Linked DNA regions of Mus musculus: all the other regions are linked to region 1. Evidence: chromatin contacts called from public Hi-C, HiChIP or PLAC-seq and promoter capture Hi-C data. All regions are on one chromosome and are shown on one strand. The core of a region is the stretch at or near the end of the contact, and the rest is flanking DNA. Distances in the headings are between cores, read along the strand shown. Region 1 holds the start of Golga7 (golgi autoantigen, golgin subfamily a, 7). Region 2 has its middle 22 kb from the start of 9130214F15Rik. Region 3 holds the start of Tcim (transcriptional and immune response regulator). Region 4 has its middle 30 kb from the start of Gm30633.

Region 1 (2,757 bases), core at 96-2,595:
ATCTCCACCTACCTAGTCCACAAGCAGCATTTCTTAGCCCCACACCCACACCATGCTTAATTACCCTCCAAGTTCCTCATCCTTCAGAAACTGATTTATGAACAGGAAATAGAATCTGAGTAATATCGCTGAAGAACAAAAGGAGGATCACATTGGGTAGACGAGTAGATTTTTTTTGTTTTTTTTTTGGTGTGGTTAAATCTGAAGGAATGGTACACAAATCTCATCTTTGTTTACAAGGTTGCCCAAAGGACCTCTGCCCCATGACCGTTTTGATATGCAAGGCAAACAGGAAGTTCCCAGTGATAATGACTGGGAGTCAGGGTTGGTTCAGCTACAAGTTCCTTTGCCGTTCCTGCCCGGGACCGTGTACGTTTTTCAGGTTCCAAGAAGGCCTGTCTGGACTGCCGAGCACATCCCTAATAAACCCTTTCAGCTGAACAGTATGACCAGCACAGTGACCACAGATACCAGTCATGACTATGACGCTGTCTTTCGCGTGTCTGAGGCAGTAGGATATAGGTTACCACAGGAGGTATGAGGTGGCCTGGAGTTCCAGGAATTAGCACCTCATCAAGATGTCAATAACTGAGTGAGTGTGTGTGTGTGTGTGAGCTTCAACCAGGTGTCAAGTACCGTGTGTGTGTGTGTGTGTGTGTGTGTGTGTGTGTCGGCATCCTGTTAAGGACACTCTTGGGTGGACTGCGGGCCAGCATCCTAAAAGTTCTATATGATCACTGTACTCTGAGCATTAGCCTTAGTGGTCTTTCTCCAAATACTAGACCGTACCTCCTTCGTATATCTTTTCCCATGAATCCTGACGTCTCATGCTCTCCCGAACCGTGAGACACTCCCTCCCGCTCCAGGGACTCTCCCCTCCCCAGGGCCAGGGGCAGGGCCAGGAGCAGGGCCAGGAGCAGGGGAAGCCGGGCTGCATACCCTGTTCTCCAGCTCCGCGGGGAACTTGGTCTGGAACTGGCAGCGCGTGCCGCTGCTGTAGTCTCGCTGAATGAACACCTTCCCGGACACCGGTGCCTGCTGCGGCCTCATGGCGAGGACAGGACCCGCCGCTCTGCGAGTTCGGGCAAGACACGGGGTCAGATGGCCGGCCTAGAGCCGGCTCTCCGGCCCGCCAGCCCTTCGGAGCCACCCACCGCCCAAAGACGCCCCAGGCCTCCCCCCTCGCCGATCCCCTTCACTCATGGCTGTAGCCGAGGGACTCCAAGCTACCCAAGCCCAGGACCCGCGCCCCCCCACATCCTGGTTCGGCCCTGGAAACACAAACCCGCCTCCTCGGCCCTCCAGCAGCTGTCGCGCCACCTCCGTCGCCGCTTACGTCCTGTCGCAAAAAAACCTAGCCTCTCCCGAACACCTTCTGTGCCGCACGTTGACACCCCGCCCCCTCCGGCCGTAAAGCGACGCCTCCGCGGCTGCGCGTTGCGGTGAGGTGCGCGGTGGCTGGGAGAGAAGTCTTCCTAGTGTAGGCGAATGAAACCCTTCCGGGCGGAAGAAGATGATGATGATGAGGTGGACGTGATCGGTGGATCCGGGAGTTCCGGGAAAGACGCCGGGGTTAGAGACTCGGAATTCCCTGTTGGTTGTGGTGAAGTGGTTTGTGGGCACAGGAATAGTTCCCTTCTTGATTAAGCGTTCCAGCTTTCACGTGGGCTAACCCACCTCGCTCCACAAAAACAACCGTCACTCTCCAATTCCAACAGACACAGATATTTACAACTACAAAGCGCACTACTGGGGATGCATTTGGCCCCTGGAACCCTCTTGAACGAGAGTGAGGAGATGGTATTCCTGTTCTGCATTATCCTGCATCCCTTCTCCAATTCTTCTTGAGGTGTTGGTTTTTTTCGTCCCAGAGACATGTACACCAGCTATACCCGCTTAGGTGACCCGACTGGACCAACAACAGTTCTCTCTCATTGGTCCCCACTTTACTGACTGTATCTTTGCAAGACATCCAGGAAAATCCCTATGCACGTCTGGTGGTGGCGATGTTCTAGTACAACTTTTTAGTATACTGATAATTGATTAGATACTTGATCAGTTGTCACGATAATTGATTTCTCTTTTGGGGTTTTAAAAATAGCATTAAAAAAATTTCCAGCATAGGGCGGGGGACAGGGCAGAGGTCGTCCACTCCCTGGTGATCTCTGAGTTCAAGCCCACCCCAGTTTACCTAAATAGTACCAGGCCAGCCAGATCGTCATGGTGAGACCCTGTCTCAAAAATGAATAGCTTTATCCCAATAAAGGGTGTATAGTAAACCCACTCATTTAACGTGGACATAATTTGTTAACTTCTACCACGTCCATGCCCTTAAACCATCAGTACAATCAAGATAATAAACACCACCTCTAAAAACTTCCTTACTCTTTACAGTCATACCTTTCAGCCATTCAGCAGACCCCCTTTGCCCAGTACTAACCTTTCTGTCACTAGAAACAAACTTGTGTTTTCTTAACTTTCACTTAAATTGAATCAGAGTTTTTCGTCTCCTTCTTATTGTATAGATTCTACTGAGATTCCTCTGTTGTGCCATACGTAATTTCATTTCTGTGACTTTCCCCATTTATTCATTCACGTACTGCCTCAGGGTTTCCATTGCTGTGAAGGGAAACCATGACCAAGACAGTTTTTTATTTGTTTGTTTGTTTGGTTTTTTGAGACAGGGTTTCTCTGTATAGCCCTGGCTGTCCTGGAACTCACTTTGTAGACCAGGCTGGCCTCGAACTTAGAAATCCG
Region 2 (2,757 bases), core at 166-2,665, 1.3 Mb after region 1:
CTCACTGGCATGCATGCGCCCCCACATACACTCACATACATAATTGATATAATCTGGAACATGACATAGGGTGGAACAGCCTTCCGGGGTGGCCAGGGCAGAAATTAGTGTCAGAAAAACACTGAGAGAGAGACTGAGAGAGAGAGAGAGAGAGAGAGAGAGAGAGAGAGAGAGAAGGCAATCAGCTCTGCCTTCCCAGACCGTAGGATCCCAGACTGCAGCCTTTCTTGCTGACAGCCTTGGGAGTGTGGAAACACAGGGCCTTCTCCACTCTATAATGCCTTATGATTAAGAAGGAAGCTTTCCTTCCAGGCCCTTAACAGTGAGTAACAATCCCTAGCAACCATAACAACACAGCAACCAGTTACACTACACTCTGCACACATAAGCTGATAGGGGTTTGTGACAGACAGCGTATCCTGCTGTGTCTCCATCCTGACGGCCTGAAGCTGCTCCCCTGCTCCCCACACTCCCAGGGCTCCAACTATGTTCAGCGGAGGAACCGGGACTCAGAGCGTGGTGGGTGTCACAGACAGGGAGGCTGGTGTGAATGTGTCCAGTGGGCTTTACACGGTCCACCTGCAGACACGAATCTGAAGTCGACTTTGGCCCTGTGGCAGTACGGCGGCAACAGTGTGTAGTCTGGACAAGCTATTTTACTGGTTTCCTCACACACACACACACACACACACACACACACACACACACACACACACATGTGCACGTGCAGTTTATATTCTTTTATGTGTACTTGGTATTTTATGAGAAGGTTGGGCTTTGTGGTAATGAACAATCAGGGAGACCAATTGATTGTTGCCCTGATCAATTGATTATTGCCTTGATCAATCAATGCTTTGGACCCATCCTGAGCTGCAGTGGGGTTCAGGACACTCTTAGGGGGAAAGGCTTGGCACACACTGAGTTTTCCATAGTAGGAGGGCACATGTCCCACCAAGGGAAACACGGCTGGGATAAGGGAAAGCAAGAGAAAGATACTTCATTTCCATGGTGCTATCTGCCTTTTTTTCTCCTGTATTTTTTAAGACAGAACCCCAACTAATTGCTCTCTAAGCCTGGCAGCCATGTGGCTTCTCCCGTGTACCTGACCTTCCGTGTGATCTCCCCAAAGCTTGCTCCTGTTGCTGAATTCCTAATTTGTCTCCATTTAAGCTTCCTGGACAGATAACACTGATCGTGGAGACAAGGAGAGCGTCTCTCCTGTTAAAATAAATCTATCAGGGTTTTCCTTTATCATATCTATTGTACATCATTATCATTATTAACTTCAGCTTTTACAAATAAACTGCCGTTTGCTCTTGAGCCCAGAGAGAGCCATCTGTGCTGATTTAATGTGGTTCTGGCTGAAGGCATCACCTGGGGTGAAATAACTTCTCAAGGTCTTCCCAGGGCCCCTGTGGAGAAAAGAAAGACTTCCAAAAATATGCATATTTCCGCCTGAGACAAGCAAACACAGAATCCGCGCCTTTGAGCGTGCCGTAAAGATTTGTAGGTTGCTACTGCCCTCTTGTGGTCAATAGCCAGATCTGCAAGCAAAAACTAAGCAATCAAAAGCCATTAGGGTTAGAGTTGGGGTCAGAGTGCAAAGGGATGTTGGCATATAAATTCTGCACAGTTACAAAGCAGCAGCATAGAAAATTATTCCAGTAAGTCATATGACATCCACCATGACCCAAGTCCACATTTAAATCAAAATTCTCAGATCATATACTGGGAGTTGAGCTCAGTCAGTCTTCCTAGGACTCAGAGATGAGCAGGAGACACAGATGCGGTCCGCCCCTGCCTCAGTGTCCTCTGCACTCATCTCTATTCTGTTGCATGCAGGGGCTGCCCCATTGACCCTGCCCCCACGCTCGCTGGATCAGTACCAACTGCACAGTCAGAAAAGAACCCAGGAAGTGGACTCTAAACCCCAGGAGCTTGACACCAGTCTAGCTAAGAATTCCAATCTCCCACACTCCAGAGCACAATCTAGACACTGCTGGCTGTGGGGTAACCTGGGCTCCCCAGACAATCAGGGTGTCCGAGCCAGCTTGTTGGGTCTTTCTTTTGTCGGTAGGCTAATGCCCTAAGTTTTTTCCCAGCAAAGGGTTAAAGAAAGAGTCTACAGGCTCAAACTGTGGGTTAAAAGTGACTAGTGAATATTATATATATTATCCACATGCATGGATCCTTGTCACCCTTTGCAGCCAAGCATTGGTGTTGACAGCAGTGACTTGTGGTACCCAGCAGTGCCCCATGAATTGTCCCCAGAGGGAGATGACAACAGCCTGCCACTGCAGTGCATGACGATCCTGGCCTTTCCCTCTGTGCTGTGCTGAGACACAGTGAAGTTCATCGTTCACATTGTGACTGTGGTGATTTACATCTTTCTTTTTTTCCCTCTGTGTTTAAGTAACTGAAATGCCAGCAGGCACGTGTGGATGTATTTTATTTGTATGTTTGATTAGTCACACTATTAATGACTACTGTCTGTGTTAGTTGACAGATGAGACTTAAAAAAAAGTATTTGTATGAGAGAAATCATATCAATGGATGATAAAGTAACAAGTATGTATATAATTAATAAGTAATTTTGGAGTCATTTTGCTAGAAAAGGCTGTGTGCCTCGTTGGCTCTAAGGGAAAGTCTTTGGTGCAAGATTCCTGACACAATCAAAAGCTGTCCCCATCTCTAATGTTGGTTAGGCTTGGGGTCAGAGTGTACAGGGATGTTGGCATGTAAAGTCTACACACACTT
Region 3 (2,757 bases), core at 85-2,584, 1.2 Mb after region 1:
AGCTAAGTTGATAATAATTTATTAGGGCTATGTATCACTTACAATGCATAATAAATAATTTTAAAAAACCCACAGCATCCTTCTAAAATCCCCCATATTCATTTCCTAATGCTTACTACAGTGTCTGGAGGACATTTAATTAGATTAGATTTTAGCATTAGTCAGAGAGTTTTAAAAAGCACATTCGAAAGTTGTTCACAGTCCTTCGGATTTATGAAGGGCCCCATTATTTCAGCTTTGTGCAAACCATTTTGAAGTGTGTACAAATCCTGTAGAAACATAGCCCATGCTGTGGGGTTTTACTGGGCTGGGCCAGGCATCCAGTTCTTTGACTTTAACAGCAGGGGGTGCACTGTCTTAGCCATTGTATTCAATGCAAGCAGACAATTACTGATCTCTAAAAATCTTGACCAATAAACAGCACGGAGATTTAGCCACATTTTTAAACATTCAGATTTAAAAAAAAAAACACACAAAACTTCAGTAAACCACTTATGCTTCATATTCCTTCTCTTCCCTCCCTCCCCACTTCAATATTTAAAAAAAGAAAAAAGGAAGAAAAGAAAAAAGAAAACAAAATAATAAACCGAACAACAAGAACAAAAACCAAGTTAGGTTTGAGTTTAGTCTTAGGGCCTTGCCAACGGCCCTGGGTGCGTGCACTCAGTCCCCACAAACGCAGTGTTCTGGTCAGTGCCTCCATCCTCTCAGGCTATGTCCTTTCCTGCTGTGAGAGTTCTCAACGCCTGCTGAAGGCACTTGGCTCCCAGTGGGACAGCTCAGGGCTGCAATGAGTTGCAAGTCTGTGTAGCTGGTGAGTTATGTATGTCCCTTTCCATCCTCGGGGTCCTGTCGGAGGAAGCTCTCAAGCCTTTTCGCGGGACACTGCCCGTGCCAGAGCTGGCAGGCTCACTGGGTCTTTAAAGGTCCATTGGTGGATACGCTCTTGCCCAGCCTGCTGTGCTCAGTGTACCTTGATGGAATATTTCCGCAGTTTGAGAAACTGAAGAAGCTTGTCTTTTGTCCTCTTCTTCAGGGCCATGAGGGCTCGAGTTTTCTCCTCCAAATCTTGGTCGATGGCAAAAATGATCTTGGCCCGCTCCTCTGCCTTCTTGTCTCCGGAGTTCCTGAAGAGCCTCTGCAGGGACTCCTGGTCTATGTTCTCAAAGATGTTGCCCACAGCTTTCTTGCGAGCGGCTGTGTCGAAGTGGTAGCCGTGGATGGACGGGCTTACTCGAAGAGACGAGGACATGCTGGTGGCTTGATGGCTTGGCTTGGCTTTCATCGATGTGGGTCTTCCACGGCTCAGCTTGGGCACTTCCAGGGGAGTCTGTTGTAAAAATCGTCCCAGGACGGCTATTTAAAGGGTGAACAAAGCTCGGGACTCAAATTACACTGGTGACGTCACATTGATCCCAGGGAGGAAAAAACCACAGAACATTAACAGTTGCCTTGCCAAAGATCTGGCTCCGGATGCTAGAATGCATTTCAAAGCTTGTTTAGAGATAGCTGGCTACAAGCTTGCCTCTTTACACCTCAGACGGCATTGTGCCTTACAAACTGGCTCTTCCTTCCAGAAGCCGAAATCAGGAGAGAGAGAGAAAAGAAAAGGCTCCAAATCTTTGCCTACGATTGAAACAAGGAGTTCTGCCAAGCTCAACAGAGTTTCAATTAGTACAAAAGTTTTAAAGTGTGGGCCAGACCCTGGCAGCCTAGGTCTGTGTGCCTTTTGCCTGTCCCTATCAGGGTGAGGGTGAGGAAGTCAGAAGAAAAAAAAAAATGCTTGGGAGGACAGGAAGTCTGACTCTGGAGCTAAAGTTTACTGACATGGCTCAGCCCGAAAGCACAAATCTCAAACTGTACCTGAGTGCTGTATGTAATTTCTGCTGGGAACTGCAATTTAAACAGTAATAGCGGCAGATGGTAGCTCCCCAGCTTGTGTAAGTATTGACAGCAACAACTATTCAAAAGCAAGGAGCAAAGGTTAATGGTGGTGCTGTGGGTACTTAATGCCCACAAGGAATGAGCTGATCTTTTGTTTTGAGGGCTACTTTGGAGTCACTCAGCATTATCAGAATGCTGCTATCTTCATTACACGCTTTTAATCTATTACTTTTGCTATCCACAAGACTCAGATACGTACAGCTGTTCTATGCTAAATGTCACCTTCCTCTGACCTAGAGATTCCTCTTTATGATTCAAATCTCTACTCTCCTTTCTGGTCCTCCAAGAAACTAGAATGGACTTTTAATGTTATTTCACTTATAGTCAAGAAAATCACACACCTATAACCCCATCTGTCTTAGAAGGCTGAGGCAGGCTAGCAAGCTGCAGGACAGACTGAACTACACAGGAATGAATGCCCTGTCTCAGAATTAAATTAAATGAATAAAATAGAAATAAAATCATTTATTTTACCTTAATAAAGTTTATGTCTCACTAGGAGAAAGGAGTGAGACATTTTTGCATATGTCAAAACCTTTTGCATTTTTCAAAACCTTTTGTTTTGAAGGCTACTTTGGAATCACTCAGCATAATCAGAATGATGCTATCTTCAACTTTTAATTTATTACTTGAAGATATGACTATTATGTGAAATTACAGTGTCTTCCTATTACCTGAAAGAAATGTTCACTGTGGATAAGTATGCGCCAGAGTTGCTCAAGCACATAACGGGCAGGGAACTTCTACAAAATCCCAGGAGATGTCCAAGCCAGAGGGCCCCAGCTCAACTGTCACCCTCATCACCGACGACTG
Region 4 (2,757 bases), core at 100-2,599, 1.1 Mb after region 1:
TGTGTATGTGCCTAAATGTGTATGTGTTTCTGTATGTATGTATGTATATAGGTGTGTCTATATGTGTCTGTCTGTGTGTATATATGTCTAGAGTCTGTGTATGTGTCTGTGTATATATGTATTATGTATGGATGTGTGTGTCTATATGTGTCTCTCTGTGTGTATGTGTCTGTGAGTCTGTGTGTATGAGTATGTGTTTATGTGTGTCTGTATCTTTGTGTGTGTAAGTATATATGTATGCATGCATGTATGAGTATTATGTGTCTAAGTATGTATGTATGTATACATATATGTGTATATATGTGTGTCTCTTTGTGTGTATATGTGTCTAGAGTCTGTGTATATGTCTGTATACATATGTGTCTGCCAATGTGTGTGTATATTTATAATCTTCCTCAACTTAGTTTAAGGAGAGTCTTAGTCAATCACCGTGGGAAAGCGTGTTGTCTGGAGTGCTGGGTGGCTGCTCATGTCACACCCTCAGTTAGGAAGGAAGAGATAGATGGTGCTGGTGCTCATGTGGATTTCTCCTCAGTCCCAGCACAAGACATCCGGCATGGCCTCCCCTCCTCAACTGAACCTTCCTGAACATTCCCTCACAAATGTGCCCAGTGTCTATCTCTTTAAACTCTTTTTTGTTTGTTTGTTTTCTCAATTAAATTAGTTGGCAACTGAAATGAACCATTACAGTACATATGAAGATTCCATAACAAAAAATAAAATAAAATTAATAAATATGATGTGTGGAACGTGTGCCACTTTTCTTGCACACTCTTATAGGAATAGACAGAGAGTCTGTGTCTTTCTCCCCTCATTCTTACCTGTGCGTACAGGGAAAGGGCTGTCATAGAAGTGCCGTGGGGTTTATTACTAATAAAATGAGGCTGCTCTTGTTTCTTTAAAAATTGGGCTATGATTAACTCTGGAATATTTTTAATCATTGAATGGTCACCTGGGAGGTCAGCTAGTGGCTCCGATTATTGACTGAAGAGACTGCCTCGAAGGTAATCATTATTAAGTTATAAGCTTGAAACCACTGTCATTTCCCAGGCAAAGGCTAAAGGCTAGAGCAAAGTAATATACCTCCTATAAAATTCCAAAAGACACTGGCTTTATTTAGTTTCACTTTAGGATTATATCCCAGCCGATCTCACAGATAAAAAAGTCAACTGTTAAGGTGAAATGAAACACTTTTTGAGCGCTTGAATCCTTGGGAGAGGTTGAGAGAATGAAAGCAAGGAGGAGGAGAACAGGGAGGAGAGGAAAGGAACGAGTCTGTGTTCCCTGTGGTCAGGTGTCAGAGGACTCGCCACCCCCGGAGTGTTTGCAAAGGAAACTCAGGAGGCAGAAGACACAAGGCAATTGGAGAACCTCCACTCTGGGGGAGCCGGAGCCTGGGAAGCCCTGGGAGCAAAGACAGCTCTGGCTGGAGTCTTCTCCGGAAGGACAGAAGCAAAGCTGTAAAGCAGAGAGGAAGGAGGAGGGACTGGAAGGAAGGACTGGGGAAGGACAGGGGCTGGAGGAAAGGTGCCCGTGTCTCAGGGGCTGAATTATCAAGGCTGAGAAGGGAGACCTTCTCTGTTTATGTAACTGTTCTTTCTCCCCTGAAAGACAAGACAAAAGACCGATGAAAACAGTGTTGCTGTTTACTTTAGGAAATTCCTGGAGACCAATCTGTCCATGGAAATACATTTTCATGTTGACAAATGGTTTTTCAATTAAAGAAAAGAAAGCAGTGGGCCACTCATTTATCACACAGCACCGTAGTGGACCGAGGCTCACTTCGCGTCTGCTTCCGAGAGAATAATCTCATGAGCTTTGCGTGATCCTAGTAAATTCGCAACATTACAGCACTCGAGGCTCAATTCCAACATCTTGTACATGTCCCTGTGATTCTCAACCTCGATAGGTTAGGAAATGCCTAGGGGATGAGGGAGGGCGAGCCCTGACTGTCCAGGATGGGTGCAGTCTGCAGAAGCAATAGGGTAGCTCTGATGTAGCTCAATCCCTTACATTCATGACATGGTGGCATGACAGGAGGGGACGGAAGGTCAGGGTGGGGAGTTGGAGGAAGTAGGTCACAGGGGACAGAGCTTTGGGATCTGCTTCCTCCCTGGATTCTCACCCCTGCTTTGTGGCTGCCCTGTGAAGGGCTCTGCTTCACCGTGGTGTCCTGGACATCACTAATTGACACCTGAGAAGACACCTGGAAAATAATTCCTTCCTGAAGTGTCAGAGTAACACAGGACAATTTAACCCTCCTCTGAGTTTTCTTTTCTGAAATACCTAAGCTCTGTGAAGGTGATTTCTTATCTCCAGAAGATTGGGGGCGGGGGGGATGTATGTATTTGTGTGTGTGTGTGTGTGTGTGTGTGTGTGTGTGTGTGTGTGTGTGTGTGTGTGTATGGGATGTATGTGTGGTGTATGTGTAGGGGATGTATGTGTATAGGGGATATATGTGTGTAGGAGATGTATGAATGCCTGTATGTATGTGTGTGTATATATGTGTACAGGGGATGTGCACACGTGTGTGTCTGTGTAGGAGATATATGAGTATATATGTGTGTATATGAGTCTGTATTGACTTTTCCACACTCATGGAAAATAAGAGAATTATTCACTCTCATTTGAGTAAAATTAGAGGAAATAAAAGCTTAATCTTAATACCTCTGTTGGGTTAGTAGCAAATGATAGAATATCCTATTGTCATCAGATGAAGACAAGGAGGGGGGGGGGTTTATTGGAGAGTGTGGTGTA

The links. Promoter capture Hi-C pulls out the DNA fragments that hold promoters and counts their contacts. Hi-C and Micro-C count contacts between places; a contact is called where the count stands out from the background. HiChIP or PLAC-seq counts read pairs in DNA pulled down with a chosen protein or histone mark.
Region 2: an H3K4me3 HiChIP or PLAC-seq map of forebrain shows a contact between it and region 1, with 35 times the contacts expected there. The contact joins the enhancer-like site here to the promoter of Golga7 in region 1. A contact is called at or near these places in 7 of 39 promoter capture datasets (the 3T3-L1 cell line, 3T3-L1-derived adipocytes, the C10 cell line and 3 more), 1 of 15 datasets of contacts at CTCF or cohesin (pro-B cells), 10 of 484 Hi-C or Micro-C datasets (B cells, the G1E-ER4 cell line, cerebellum and 3 more) and 3 of 115 datasets of contacts at active chromatin or transcription factors (embryonic forebrain, forebrain and large pre-B cells).
Region 3: a promoter capture Hi-C map of liver shows a contact between it and region 1, with 5 times the contacts expected there. The contact joins the promoter of Tcim here to the promoter of Golga7 in region 1. A contact is called at or near these places in 6 of 39 promoter capture datasets (the 3T3-L1 cell line, cranial neural crest, embryonic stem cells and 2 more) and 5 of 115 datasets of contacts at active chromatin or transcription factors (astrocytes, embryonic fibroblasts, embryonic stem cells and 2 more).
Region 4: a Hi-C map of nephron progenitors shows a contact between it and region 1, with 6 times the contacts expected there. The contact joins the enhancer-like site here to the promoter of Golga7 in region 1. A contact is called at or near these places in 4 of 39 promoter capture datasets (cranial neural crest, hippocampal neurons, liver and 1 more), 1 of 484 Hi-C or Micro-C datasets (nephron progenitors) and 2 of 115 datasets of contacts at active chromatin or transcription factors (astrocytes and embryonic forebrain).

What each region holds. Positions count from the first base shown.
Region 1 is chr8:23,255,735-23,258,491 of GRCm38.p6, forward strand. Golga7 (golgi autoantigen, golgin subfamily a, 7) reads right to left here and starts at 1,346. Exons shown (of 5, transcript NM_020585.2): 1 at 940-1,346. The coding sequence starts at 1,050.
Region 2 is chr8:24,523,771-24,526,527 of GRCm38.p6, forward strand. No RefSeq gene overlaps it. Among named protein-coding and RNA genes, the nearest start is that of 9130214F15Rik, 22 kb to the left of the region's middle. Within about 2 kb of position 1,416, at least 35 of the 459 cell types and tissues checked have an H3K27ac peak or open chromatin away from gene starts, as enhancers often do. A contact at or near this core is called in cortical neurons and forebrain, where this site is marked.
Region 3 is chr8:24,437,612-24,440,368 of GRCm38.p6, forward strand. It overlaps Tcim (transcriptional and immune response regulator), which reads right to left and starts at 1,335. Exons shown (of 1, transcript NM_026931.3): 1 at 1-1,335. The coding sequence starts at 1,285. The coding sequence ends at 965.
Region 4 is chr8:24,350,537-24,353,293 of GRCm38.p6, forward strand. No RefSeq gene overlaps it. Among named protein-coding and RNA genes, the nearest start is that of Gm30633, 30 kb to the right of the region's middle. Within about 2 kb of position 1,350, at least 16 of the 459 cell types and tissues checked have an H3K27ac peak or open chromatin away from gene starts, as enhancers often do. A contact at or near this core is called in nephron progenitors, where this site is marked.